Regions from separate parts of the Mus musculus genome. Here region 2 is linked to region 1. The links are chromatin contacts, called in public Hi-C maps. All regions are on one chromosome and are shown on one strand. Each heading gives the region's core, a stretch centred on a gene start, on an enhancer-like site or on the middle of the called end of the contact. The rest is flanking DNA. Distances are from core to core; before and after follow the strand shown. Region 1 holds the start of Tspyl2 (TSPY-like 2). Region 2 has its middle 6.1 kb from the start of Gm15266.

What was found. Hi-C and Micro-C count contacts between places; a contact is called where the count stands out from the background.
Region 2: a contact with region 1 is called in a Hi-C map of B cells, with 16 read pairs. The contact joins the enhancer-like site here to the promoter of Tspyl2 in region 1. A contact is called at or near these places in 3 of 39 promoter capture datasets (erythroid cells and liver), 1 of 484 Hi-C or Micro-C datasets (B cells) and 2 of 9 other capture datasets (adipose tissue and pancreatic islet).

The regions. Positions count from the first base shown.
Region 1 is chrX:152,339,751-152,346,011 of GRCm38.p6, reverse strand. It overlaps Tspyl2 (TSPY-like 2), which reads left to right and starts at 3,528. Exons shown (of 7, transcript NM_029836.4): 1 at 3,528-4,472; 2 at 5,632-5,709; 3 at 5,815-5,926; 4 at 6,005-6,150. The coding sequence starts at 3,687. It overlaps Gpr173 (G-protein coupled receptor 173), which reads left to right. Exons shown (of 4, transcript NM_001359449.1): 4 at 1-2,414.
Region 2 is chrX:152,114,478-152,120,473 of GRCm38.p6, reverse strand. No RefSeq gene overlaps it. Among named protein-coding and RNA genes, the nearest start is that of Gm15266, 6.1 kb to the right of the region's middle. Within about 2 kb of position 3,028, at least 2 of the 459 cell types and tissues checked have an H3K27ac peak or open chromatin away from gene starts, as enhancers often do. A contact at or near this core is called in B cells, where this site is marked.

The sequences.
Region 1 (6,261 bases), core at 2,279-4,778:
TTTTAATAATAACAGCTGAGGAAGTAGGCTCTCTTGCTTAAATGTCCCCCCTTTTGACATTGTCAAGAAATGGGAAGTTTCTCCTGTAAAATAGATTCCCAGAGATCGTATCGTCCCCTGGGCTCCCATTCACCCTCCCCTTCCAAATCCTTTAGCAAGACTTGGATGTTTAGGAAATATTGGCTTAAGTCTTCAGACAAGAGGGACCAAATGGGGTGCTATATTCCTTGGGAGCAAGGATGTTTAAATTGCTATGTGCTATGTGCAATGTTGTTTTTGGCTAACCTTGGTCCAAAGCCCAATCTCCAATCCCTCCCTACCATGTCCAGACTTCACAGGTGTTTCTTGAGGCTGTTTGAGAAGCCAAGAGCATACAAAGAAGAGCCTCCATGATGTGCCCAGGCTAGATGAAGAGCAGAATGGGGGATGGGCTCCTCAACCAGAATATACCAAACTTAGCTACGTTCACTCAAGCTTCCTCCAGGAATATATAACTAACTTTTCCTCCTAGGAATATATATCCACTTTAGTCCCCATTAGGGATGATGTGGGTATAAGCTGACAGGGAAAGTCACCCATGGGGAAATAGTTGAACTCTCCAGAGTACCTAGAGCCCAGACCATGGGGTCAGAGCTAAATTCAACCCCACAATTATCCCTTGGGTTCACAATACTCCCCCCTAAAATAAAATTCTTTGGAGACCTTGATAATCAAAAGTTATACAAACTTCAAGGCACTGTGGAATTGAGTCCATTTCTGCTTGACCTCTTTTTGTCCCTTCCAAGCCTCACAGTCCTTGAGCTCCTCCTTGGTTGGGCCCCAAACATCCTTCCCAGAAGTTTTTTCTCCATCCACTCTTACAGGTGGATGGTCCCAAGCCTCTTTTCCATGGACAAAAACCACTTTGGGCTTACTTCAAGGCCAGTTCTACAGACTGGTGAGCCAAGTTGGAACTCTTTGCCTAAGTCTGGGGCAGTGATCTCTCCATCTCCTTTCCTTCCTTATAAACTCCTGTCCTAAACTCCACCTCTACCCCAAGATAGGCCCTGAACTGAGGTAGTCTTGACCCAAAAGCAATGAAGGGGGCACTCTAGGCAGAAGAGATATTGATGACCCTGGTTGTGGAGTGGCCCTGGAAAAGCAAGCCAGAGGAGCTGAGAGGCTGGGAATGTGTGTTTGGGGTGGGGCTATTCTCTCAGTGATGATGATAGAAATGCCTTTCTGAGGGCTGGGGTGCAAAGACCAAGGTGGGAGGGCAAATAGGGTAAACTCGGGAGGGTTTTCCTCCGTTTCCTTTTTCTAACTGCCTGGATTCATCATTGGATTTTGTAAATGGAAAAAGTGAAATGAACAATGTTATATTGGATGTTCTCTCTCTCTCTCTCTCTCTCTCTCTCTCTCTCTCTCTGTGTGTGTGTGTGTGTGTGTGTGTGTGTGTGTGTGTGTGTGTCCATGTCTCCTATCTGTGTATGATCACATGAGGAGGTATGATTGAATGAGATAGTGTGTGTCTGTGTGACTTTGTGTGGGTAAGAACCTCTGAGGAAAACTTGCCTGGTACACATATGTGAGCAAATACATATATGTGAAGAAATAGAGTATACACACACACACATACACACAATGGAGAGGAGACAAAACTTAGTATGTGCCTGCAGCAGGAAATAGAGTGCTTAGGAGATGGAACCTGAAATTTTTCATGTATGTATGTGTCAAGAGAGTCAACTCCCATCTCATAAAGTTGTCTTCCTTTGGCCCAGCTTCTGAGCACCAGGTAAGGAGAGAATACTTTAGAACCCCATCTCTTCCCAATGTCTGGAGATTCAATCCTCACCCCAAATTTCAAACAAGGTATTTCTTATATTAGACCACCATGGAAATAGGAACTGGGAATAGGGGAGGGATCAAACATGAAGGCAATGGGGTTAAGAAATGGCCCCCTGCAATGTAATGGCTTTTAGAGGAACTGCTCAGCCTAAACTGCAAGTCCTTCTTACGGTTCCACTGTATACAGCTGGGACTTGGTTTAGCTTTGACTAAATTCAGAAGGAAAGATAACATAACGAAAAAGCCCAAGTCTGGGGATCTACCCAGCTGGCCTACTCCCTAAGCACTCAATTAATTTACTATTTATTTACTTATTTCTTCAGGTGCACAGAATTGAGCTGACCCTATTACTCAGTTCTTGGCACACTCTATCATTGGTCCATGCAAGGTCCTTTTATTATTTTGCTTTGTCCCCTTCATCACCCATTCCTGATCCCATCCTTCCAACCCCACATAGGCACCGCTCTTCAGTACTTAATGTGTGTCCTTCCAAACCACCGTTCATGTGTTTATTTACTTATGTGTATCTGTGGAAAATATATGGTATTGATGTGTTTTAATTTACATAAACAGTATTGTACTATAAATCTTGCTCTGTTTCTTTTTTCACTTAACATTCTGTTTTTGCGAAATCCAGCCATGTTGCTATACATAGATCAAATTTATTCTAGTAGTCCATCTAAAACACATATCACATCCATTTTCCTGTTGATGGATTCTGAGGTTCCTTCCTCTGCTACCACAGCAAGGCTGCAATGGGCAATTATCTCCTCTCCTTAGGAATGTCTAATGTAGAAGAAACAAGCTCAGAGAGGGGCAGTGATTTGGCTAAAGTCACAGTGGAAGTCACCTGCTATGTGGATTCTAGAACCAGAGCCAAAACTCCACCATCGTGCCTCATCAAAGACCAGCCATTTCTGATCACAAACAAAATAAAATATAATATTAGGGTACAATTAATAGCCGCATTCATTTAGGAAAAGCTGGGGTAGAAATTATGTGTAGACAAAGAGAATTTTAAAGTTCTAGAAAAATCTAGCACATTAGTTGAATCACCTTTTTTTTTTTTTAATGACGCAGAGGAAGTTACTCTTTGCATCTGTGGAGCCATTTTGCAGAAATAGAAAAAGCCATGTCAAAACCTGACCACCAAAGCAAAAAGACCTCAGATATTTAAACTACTAGCAGTTCAAAGCAGCCTGCGACTGAGGGGCTACAGCGCTCACCCCACAGGCATAAACTGGTGGGGGAAGGGACAGATTTTAAAAGTGCGTAGTTGTTGGGGGAGTGGGGCGGGGAGAATGATAGCGAGGCTCTCTGATTTCATTTGAGCACATCTCGTTCCCTGGTGCTTGCGCACTCCCAGCCACCCTCCCCGGGCCTAGTCTTGTGGTCTTCAGAATCACTGGTACTTTTCCCATTGGCTAAAACATTGCAAGACTGAGGGTGAGGGGGCTCCTACCCTAGCTTTCCTCATAGCCAATCGCCCCGCAGTTTTCCTCTCATCACTGAGGGGCAGTCAGCCTGATGATTGGTGGGCGCGAAGGGAGCCAATTAGAAAATGATGATGTGTAGTGTTGGCAAGCGGATTGCGTGAGAGAAGGCAGGGGCTGAGGGAACGCTACCGCCAGCTCCGAGGCCTGCAGCCAATGGCGGGCAGAGCAGACGCCATGCCAGGGAGTGGGCGGGGCCTGGGCGATAGGCGCTGTGGGAGTGGGGCAGGCGCTGTGGGAGGGGACGTCAGAGCGAGGTGGTGAGCAGAGCTGGTCGCGTGAGGTGTGGCGGCTCCGCTTCAAGTGTGACTGGTGGCTACGGCCTTGTCTGAGAGCCGCAGAGCCAGTGTTGTGAGTGCGGTCACCATGGACCGCCCGGACGAGGGGCCTCCGGCCAAGACCCCCCGCCTGAGCAGCTCGGAACCCCGTCAGCGCGACCTGCCGCCCCCGCCACCCCCACCGCTCCAGCGACTGCCCCTGCCTCCACCCCAGCAGCGTCCGAGACCCCAGGAAGAAACCGAGGCTGCACAGGTGCTGGCTGACATGAGGGGGGTGGGCCCCACGCTGCCCCCACCACTGCCCTATGTCATTCTTGAGGAAGGGGGGATCCGCGCGTATTTCACCCTGAGTGCTGAGAGTCCCGGATGGGATCACGCAATGGAGTCAGGGTTCGGGGAGGCCCCTTCCACAGGGATCATGGAAACGCTCCCATCTTCAGAAATCTCTGGGGGAAGCCTGGCAATTGACTTTCAGGTTGCAGAGCCCAGCAGCCTCGGAGAGAAGGCCCTAGAAACCTGTAGCTTAGGAGGGTGGGGGCCCCAGATGTTAGTTGGTCCGAAGAGGAAGGAGGAGGCTATCATAATAGTGGAAGATGAGGATGAGGATGACAAGGAGAGTGTGAGGAGGCGGCAGCGTCGGAGGAGGAGGAGAAGGAAGCAGAGGAAGGCGAAGGAGAGCCGAGAGAGGAGTGCCCAGAGGATGGAGAGCATACTGCAGGCCCTGGAGAGCATTCAAATGGACCTGGAGGCGGTGAACATCAAGGCAGGCAAGGCCTTCTTGCGTCTCAAGCGCAAATTCATCCAGATGCGAAGGCCCTTTTTGGAGCGCAGAGACCTCATCATCCAGCATATCCCAGGCTTCTGGGTCAAAGCAGTATCCTTCTCATCAGTATGCATGGGCCAGAAGCCCATGACTGAAGGGGAGATGTGTGGAAGAGAGAGAAGAGGTGTGGGGGAGGGTCAGAGATGAGGATGATGAATCCCCATTAGAAGATTCTAGAAGGCGTGGAAGAGGGATGGCAAGAGGGCAAAATCGCATCTAAAACTAGACTGCAGAAGGGAAAAAGAGTAGCATTGCAACATTTAAAAAGAAAATGGATCCCAGACAATAAAAGAGGGAGGGGTAACGGAAAAGGCACACAGCCCATAAACGGAGCAACAGATAGAGAAAGGAGGAGAGGAGGGGGGAGTACAGGTGATGAACTGACTAAGGAGGGAGGGCGCATAAGCTCTTCGGGAAGCGTGCTCAAACCACACAAGGCTCCATAAACCTGGGTCTCTGCTTAGATACCTAGAAATCCCAAATCTGTCTACCATCCTCTCCATTAGAGGGGAGAGAGTAGAAATGGGATGGAACCCTGAAGAATCAGGAGAAAGACCACTTGGTTGTGAGGCTCAAGTGGTTAAATGAAGGGAAAGGTACAACAGGAAGAATCCAATCCACTATTGGTGACTGTTGAGCTCATTCCCAGGGAAACACGTATGCAACATTTGAAATGCACACATTTTAGTAGAATTTATATAGATATAAACACTTGGCCCATGATTAAAAAGTGTCACATGATCATAGGCTCTCGGGAGTCAGGCACAGGGTATCAAGTAGATACAGATACATAACTTCCATATCTAGACATGAGGCAACTGGGCCTAAGCACACAGACTTCTAGAGGCATTCATCCATTATGTGGACACTGAGCATCAACACCTATACATGTAACATTTAAATGCAGGTCCTCGGTAACCAAATGTATCTGTACTTAGACTTGGGCTTTTAGCTCCCAGACATACAGTATTCTGTGAACATAAGCACAAGAATCACATGGACATGGTCAGAGACCCTTAGCATCTAGACCTACAGCAAATATGAACCATGGCAAGGCTCCCTGATGCTGAGGTTTAACATTGCATAAGCACTCACCTACTCCTCAGACATCACTCAAACACAGAAGGACCCCCCTTGCTTCAGCCTGTTTTGCTCTGCCCTCCCTGGCATTGAACAGTAAATCCTTGACCTAAACTGCTCCACTCATCAGTTCCTCAACCACCCCAGAATTTCAATCTTGATCAACCAACGTGACAGAGACATTTTCCGCTACTTGACCAATCTTCAGGTCAGGCCAAAGAAGAAAGCCAAGGAATCTGGTCTTTGGAGGTGAGGGGGTGGGTGGGAAGGGCCCTGGGAGGGATAGATACCACTATTACCCCACCCTGAGCAGGTACAGGACCTCAGACATATCTCCATGGGCTACAAAATGAAGCTGTACTTCCAGACAAACCCATACTTTACAAACATGGTGATCGTCAAGGAGTTCCAGCGCAACCGCTCAGGTAAGTGATAGTCCCAGGATAAACCTATGGCCCCTATACTATCATTTCCCCTTCCTTCTGTATCTCTTCCTCTTCTAGGCCGGTTGGTGTCTCATTCTACCCCAATACGTTGGCACCGGGGCCAGGAACCCCAGGCCTATAATCGCAGGAGCCATGACACCAGAGAAAGCTTCTTCAACTGGTTTTCCAATCACAGCCTCCCAGAAGCTGACAGAATTGCTGAGGTGAGGCCCCTCCTGGCATTGCCAGGGAAAGCCTTTCAAGACTTGTCCCTGGGTGCCTGAGAAATTGTGAGTGGGTTCTAGGACTTAAACTCCTTGAACTCCTTTTCACTC
Region 2 (5,996 bases), core at 1,779-4,278, 230 kb after region 1:
GAGGACAGATTATTAACAATAATTTCCACAATACACTTTATATAGTTTTAATATTTTTTAGCTATTTGTATTAGTTTCATATCTCTGGCATAACCAATGACCACAATCATGGCTAAAATAACATACTCAGGGTCAGTAAGATGGGTTAGCAAGTAAAAGTATTTGCCACCAGACCTAACAACCTGAATTCAATCCTTGGGAACCACATTATGGAAGGAGAGAGTTGACTCCCACAAGTTGTCCTTTGACCTTCATATGTGCACCATGACACATGCACACATGTGCACACACTAAATAAATCAATGTAAAAAAGAAAGCATGCTCAGCATGCACAAGGCCTTGGGTTCGATCCTCGGTTTTGGGGGTCAGAAGCCTGAAATGGGTTTTCAGGGCTAAAAGCAAAGGACATGTTCTTTAATGTTAGGGGGAGTGTTTCTGTATTTCTTTCCTTGCCAATTCCAACTTCTAAAGGCTTCCCACATTCCTTGGTTTATGACCACTTTCTTCAAAGTCAGAAATGTAAAGTTTTTATTTCTCTTCTTTCTCCACTTTCCCCTCCTGTCTCCTCTCCCCTCTCTTTCCCTCTCTTATTTCCATAATTTGTTACATTTCTCTAACTCTCCTTTCTCCTTCACTTGTAATTACCCTTGTAGTTGGATTGAGCCTACCCAATCAATCCAGAGTATTCTTTCTATTATCAAGATCCTTATCTTGACATCCACAAATTTCTTTGTGCCATGAATGTGTTCTCCCAAAATTCATATGTTGAGTCCACATGGTGTTGGTTTTAAGAAGTAAGGCCTTTGGAAGACTCCACCTTCATGAATGTGATTAGTGATCTTATAAAGGAGGCCTGAGAAATCTTGTAAGTTCCTTTCTGTCCATTATTCATGTGAGGATGTGTTTAAAAAAAAAAAAGAGGCCCACAGATAAAGGATGGATGCTCATCAAACACTGAACCTGCCCTTGGATCTCAGACTTTCAGCCAAGGTATGCAGTAACCAATAGCTGTCTATTAGACTTAGGGACCACTCAGCAAAAAGGAAATCATTCCTGGCACTGAAAACCTAGTCTAGTCCTAGTGAGATCATGGATCTTGGAGGAAACTACACTACCATCACTTTCCTAAACCAGAGTAATTCCTAGCTACATTTTAAGTATTTATCCTTCTACTCACAGATAAGTGGAAGTCTTGTCCTTCATCAAAGAAACGTCTCCGTACAAGAGATGGAGACCATTACAGAAAACCACAACCAATCAAAACGCAGAGTTGTGAAGTTTAGGTCCAATGGGATACATCTACAACACAACTCCTACACATGAGGAGGTGGAAAGATTGTAAGAAGAGGGAGTTTACTGTGAGATTGTGTCTCCTAGAAATGTCAGAGAAGCTACATCCATGAAGTCTCTACAGTATGGCTACCTAAACATGACCTGAACAAGGACAACAGTGATAGACATGCTACCACGGGATGAGAAAAGCTCATGGGGCCTCAACCCTAGACAAAGAACTACAGGCAACTAAGGAGTGCTGAGAGCAGAAGAACCAGTCTTCTCCAGGGAAGAGCCTCGAAATTGGTTGTCTAATACCAACTGCTCAGCCTTGAAATCACATATATACAAGTAAGGAACAATAGGACATCGGCAAGAAGGCTGATTTTGAAGGGTAATTAGGAGGATGGAAATACTATGTATCTTGATAGAGATGTGAGTTACATGGGTTCGTGTTTTTAATTGAAACTGATTGAACTTTTCACTAAGATGTGAGCATTTTGTTTTATGCAAATTATATCCCAATAGAATTTAATGTTACTGTTATTAGTTATATGTAATGTTATTAGTTATAACAGTAACATTAGTGCTCATGAGGGAGCCAATAGAGGCCAGAAGAGGATGTTGTATTCCCTGGAACTGTCATTACAGAGGGCTGTGAACTAACACATGGGTGCTGAGAACCTAACCTGGGTCTTCAGCAAGAGCAGTAAGTGCTTATAAACGCTGAGCCATCTCTCCAGCCCTTAATATTTATATTTTTGGAACACTTGGAGTTTATTTGTGCATAAGCAATAAGATAGAGATATGACTATTTTTGCCAAATCACAAGTAAATTGCACAATTTATCTTTTCACAAATAAATTCATCATTGTTAATATGCTAAATTCTTCATGAATCTAATTTTTAAAAGCATTCTGCTGTATTCCATTAATCTAGTTTTCTGTTTTGAATCAGTACCGCTATGCTTTAATTTCTACAGCCTCACACTTTCTTTCATTAAGTGCTAAGACGGATGGTTACTCATTAGTCATCTCAGAATTTTCCCAGTTATTTCTAGATCTTTATCTTTCCAAAGGGATACAATTTATATATGTAAGATCAATGTAAAATTATTTGAATTTCATGAAGTTTATGAATTAATTTGAAGAATATTAACATTTTTATAAATAGTGATCATTTCCCATATTTTTATTTTATTACAGTATTTATCTAGCTATTGTATGAAGGGTCAAAGGATCCTTCATATTGTATCCTGGGTGTTAAGCTCAGACTGTTGGTTCAGTGGCAAGTGCCATTACCTGCTGAACCATCTCATCAGCTCTATGCACATATTTTATAACCTATAAGGGAGCCCCTTAACTGTCCAGTGAGGTTTCCAGAAGGATACAATGACAAAGTTTAGAAGGAAATACAGAAGTTTAAGTATAGCTTAATGGAGGGGAAATATAGAGCTGTATGAAATACAAGAAAGAACAGAGCAGAAGAATGTGTGTAAGAGGTGGTTATTGTAGTATCTATTGCTGAGTACCATACACAAATTTAGTTGTTTAGAACAACAACCCTATTTGCTTCATAGTCTCTATGGGTCAGGAATCTAAGCACATCTTACCTCAAGTTCTCTGCCTCAGGGCCTCACAAGACTACAATAAAAGTGTTAGTCAAGGTTTAGGGACCACTAGAAGAATCAGTAGAGGAAGGACCACACCAAGATCAGGTGGTTATTGTCATATTTTCAATTCTTCATTGACTGTTGGACTGTGACCCCCCCCCCCACAGTTCCTGGTCTTCAGTTTCCTGGCACATGACCTTGCCAGCATAGCAACTTGCTTCATCAAAGCTAACAAAGGAACTAGGAGTATAAGTCAGAGGTAAAGCAATTGATAGAATGTGAGAGGCCTTGAGTTTGCTATCCTGTAAAACACACACACACACACACACACACACACACACACCACAAAGTTAAAGAATCATTGTTTAGCAAGATAGAAGTCTTAGTTCTATGTAATCTAAACACTTAAGTCAAATCCCATCACCTTTGTCATATACACGAATTGTACACTAGTCTGTATGTTAATTCACACCCACAGGGAAGGGATTACACATAAACATCAATATCAAAAGTAGGGATCAGGGGCTGGAGAGATGGCTCAGCAGGTAAGAACACTGCTCTTCTGAAGGTCCTGAGTTCAAATCCCAGCAACCACATAATGGTTCACAACTACCTGTAATGCAACCTGATGCCCTCTTCTGGTGTGTCTGAAGTCAGCTACAGTGTACTTATGTATAATAATAAATAAATTTTTGGGCTGGAGCAGTCAGGGACTGAACGAGCAGAGTTGGCCAGAGCTAGCAGGGCTGCCTGGAGTTAGCACAGGTCCTAAAATTCAATTCCCAACAACCACATAAAGGTTCACAACTATCTGTACATCTACAGTGTACTCACATACATAAAAATAAATAAATAAATCTTTAAAAAAGTAAGAATCAGGGCTGCCCTCCGAGAGCCCAGCAAGTAGCTGAAAGAGCCAGATGCAGATACTAGCACCCAACCATGGACAGAAGCTAGGAATCCCTGTGATTGAATTGGGGAAAAGCTGGAAGAAGCTGAGGAGGAGGGTGGCCCCCTGGAAAGAGCAGCGGTCTCAACTGACCTGGACCCCTGGGATCTCTCAGAGGCTGAGCTACCAACCAAGCAGCATACACCAGCTGATATGAGGCCCCCAACACACATACAGAAGAGGACTGCCGGGTCTGGACTCGGTGAGAGAAGATGCACCTAACCCTCTAGAGACTGGAGGCCCCAGGGAGTAGGGAGTTCTGGTGAGGTGAGAGTGTGTGTGTGTGTGTTGGGGGGAACATCCTCTTGGAGATAGGGGTGGGGGTGGTGGAAGAGGTATGGGATAGGGAGTGGTTGGGGGGCAGACTGGGAGGGGGATGAAGACTGGACTGTAAAAAAGGATTAAAGAATTAAAAAAAAATGTAAGAATTGTTGAGGGCCTCCTAAAGGCTACTTATCATAGCTACTAAGAAATATAAGTTATAGTAAGTTTAGAATCATTTGCCAAAGGACTGCCCTAGAATCCCCTAATACATGGAAAGGTTTCTCAATATAAAATATAATCTTCCTTCCTTCCTTCCTTCCTTCCTTCCTTCCTTCCTTCCTTCCTTCCTTCCTTCCTTCCTTCCTTCCTCCCTCCCTCCCTCCCTCCCTTCTTTCCTCCCTCCCTCCCTACCTTCCTTCATTTCTTCCTTTTTTCTTTCTTTCTTTTTTCCTTCTGTTTTTCTTTGTTTGTTTTTGTTTTTTTGAGACAAGTTTTCTCTGTGTAGCCCTGGCTGTCCTAGAAATCTTTCTGTAGACAAGGCTGGCCTTGAACTCAGAGAGATCTGCCTGCCTCTGACTTCCACCCAGATTAATTTCTTTTATCTTTCTTTCCTTCTTTCCTTTTCTTTATTGAGATAGGGTCATGTAGCTCTGGCTGGCCTTCATCTCCCTGTGCAGCCAGTGGTGACCTTGATCATCAAGTCCCTATCTCCCTAGTACTGAGATTACAGCACAGTTAGCTTGGATATTTTTTTCTTTTTTGAGGAAAGATCTAGGCTGACCCAGAATTCACTATGTAATACAAAGTATCCTCAAACTCTCTGTCTTCGATAACATACATTGGTAAATTGCCATGTACTGTTTGCATTCACTAAGAAGCTAAGTTTAAAATTGGGATTGTTCCAGAGTCATTTCAGATTAAAGTATATTTGTCTCAAATTGTCCTCCAAGTTCACTTGATTCAGGATGGGCTCTCCTGCCTCACTCTGAGGCAGACAGAGAGAGACAACAATCACAAAACAGCCAAAGAGTTAAAATACTGTGCCCTTAAAAATAACTAGAGGGTAAACCATTTCTAATTGATGTAACTAGTATTCATTCCATAGTATTTAACATGCCTACAGTGGAAGAGCAGAGTGCAGTTTCGGCCATGGACAGTTCTATCATTGGGAGTACAGCCAAGGAGAGAAAGCACAATGAGGAACTTCAGTTGACTGCCTCAAGGTCCTACGTCAGTTTCTGCCAGATGTCTTGAGATAATTTAGTGATGTTATCTCTTTCTATTGCTATTTGGTCTTTTGGTTTTGTTTTTACTTGGAAGCCTCACCCAAGGGAATCTCTTTATGGTGAAGGTCATCTGACTGCCTTAGGGGGGCTTTCTCAGTTGTTGTCTACTGGATGTTTTGAGCATCTAAGTTGCTGTTTTGCTAGCTATCTATCTATCAATCATTTGCTATTTATTATTTTACTTTGGCTTGCTATATCCTTAAATTTATTCATTCTAACCCTAAAATATGGCTGGCATAGGTTATTCCCTGTACCATACAGAACATCTTTGTGTATCCACTTTCCAAGCACTGAGATTATAAGCATATGCCACTATGCTTAGCTCAATTTTAATTCCTAAGAAAATTATGGTCTCTGGCAGAAAAGACTCCAGGCTCATATGGCCAGATAAATAGTAGCCGTTTACATTTGTGTAGCATTTTAGAGCTTATAAATCTGCTTTCAAGTCATGACTTAATTTTATTTCCTTTAAAAAAAACAGATGATGTAGCCAGACAGTAAAACTAATGTTTAAAGAGACTATATGGCTATTTCATAACCAGGGGGCAGCAAAAGTAGGATGAGAACATCAAGTTTTCAGTTCATAGCTTATTACACTAAAGTGTTTTCTCTA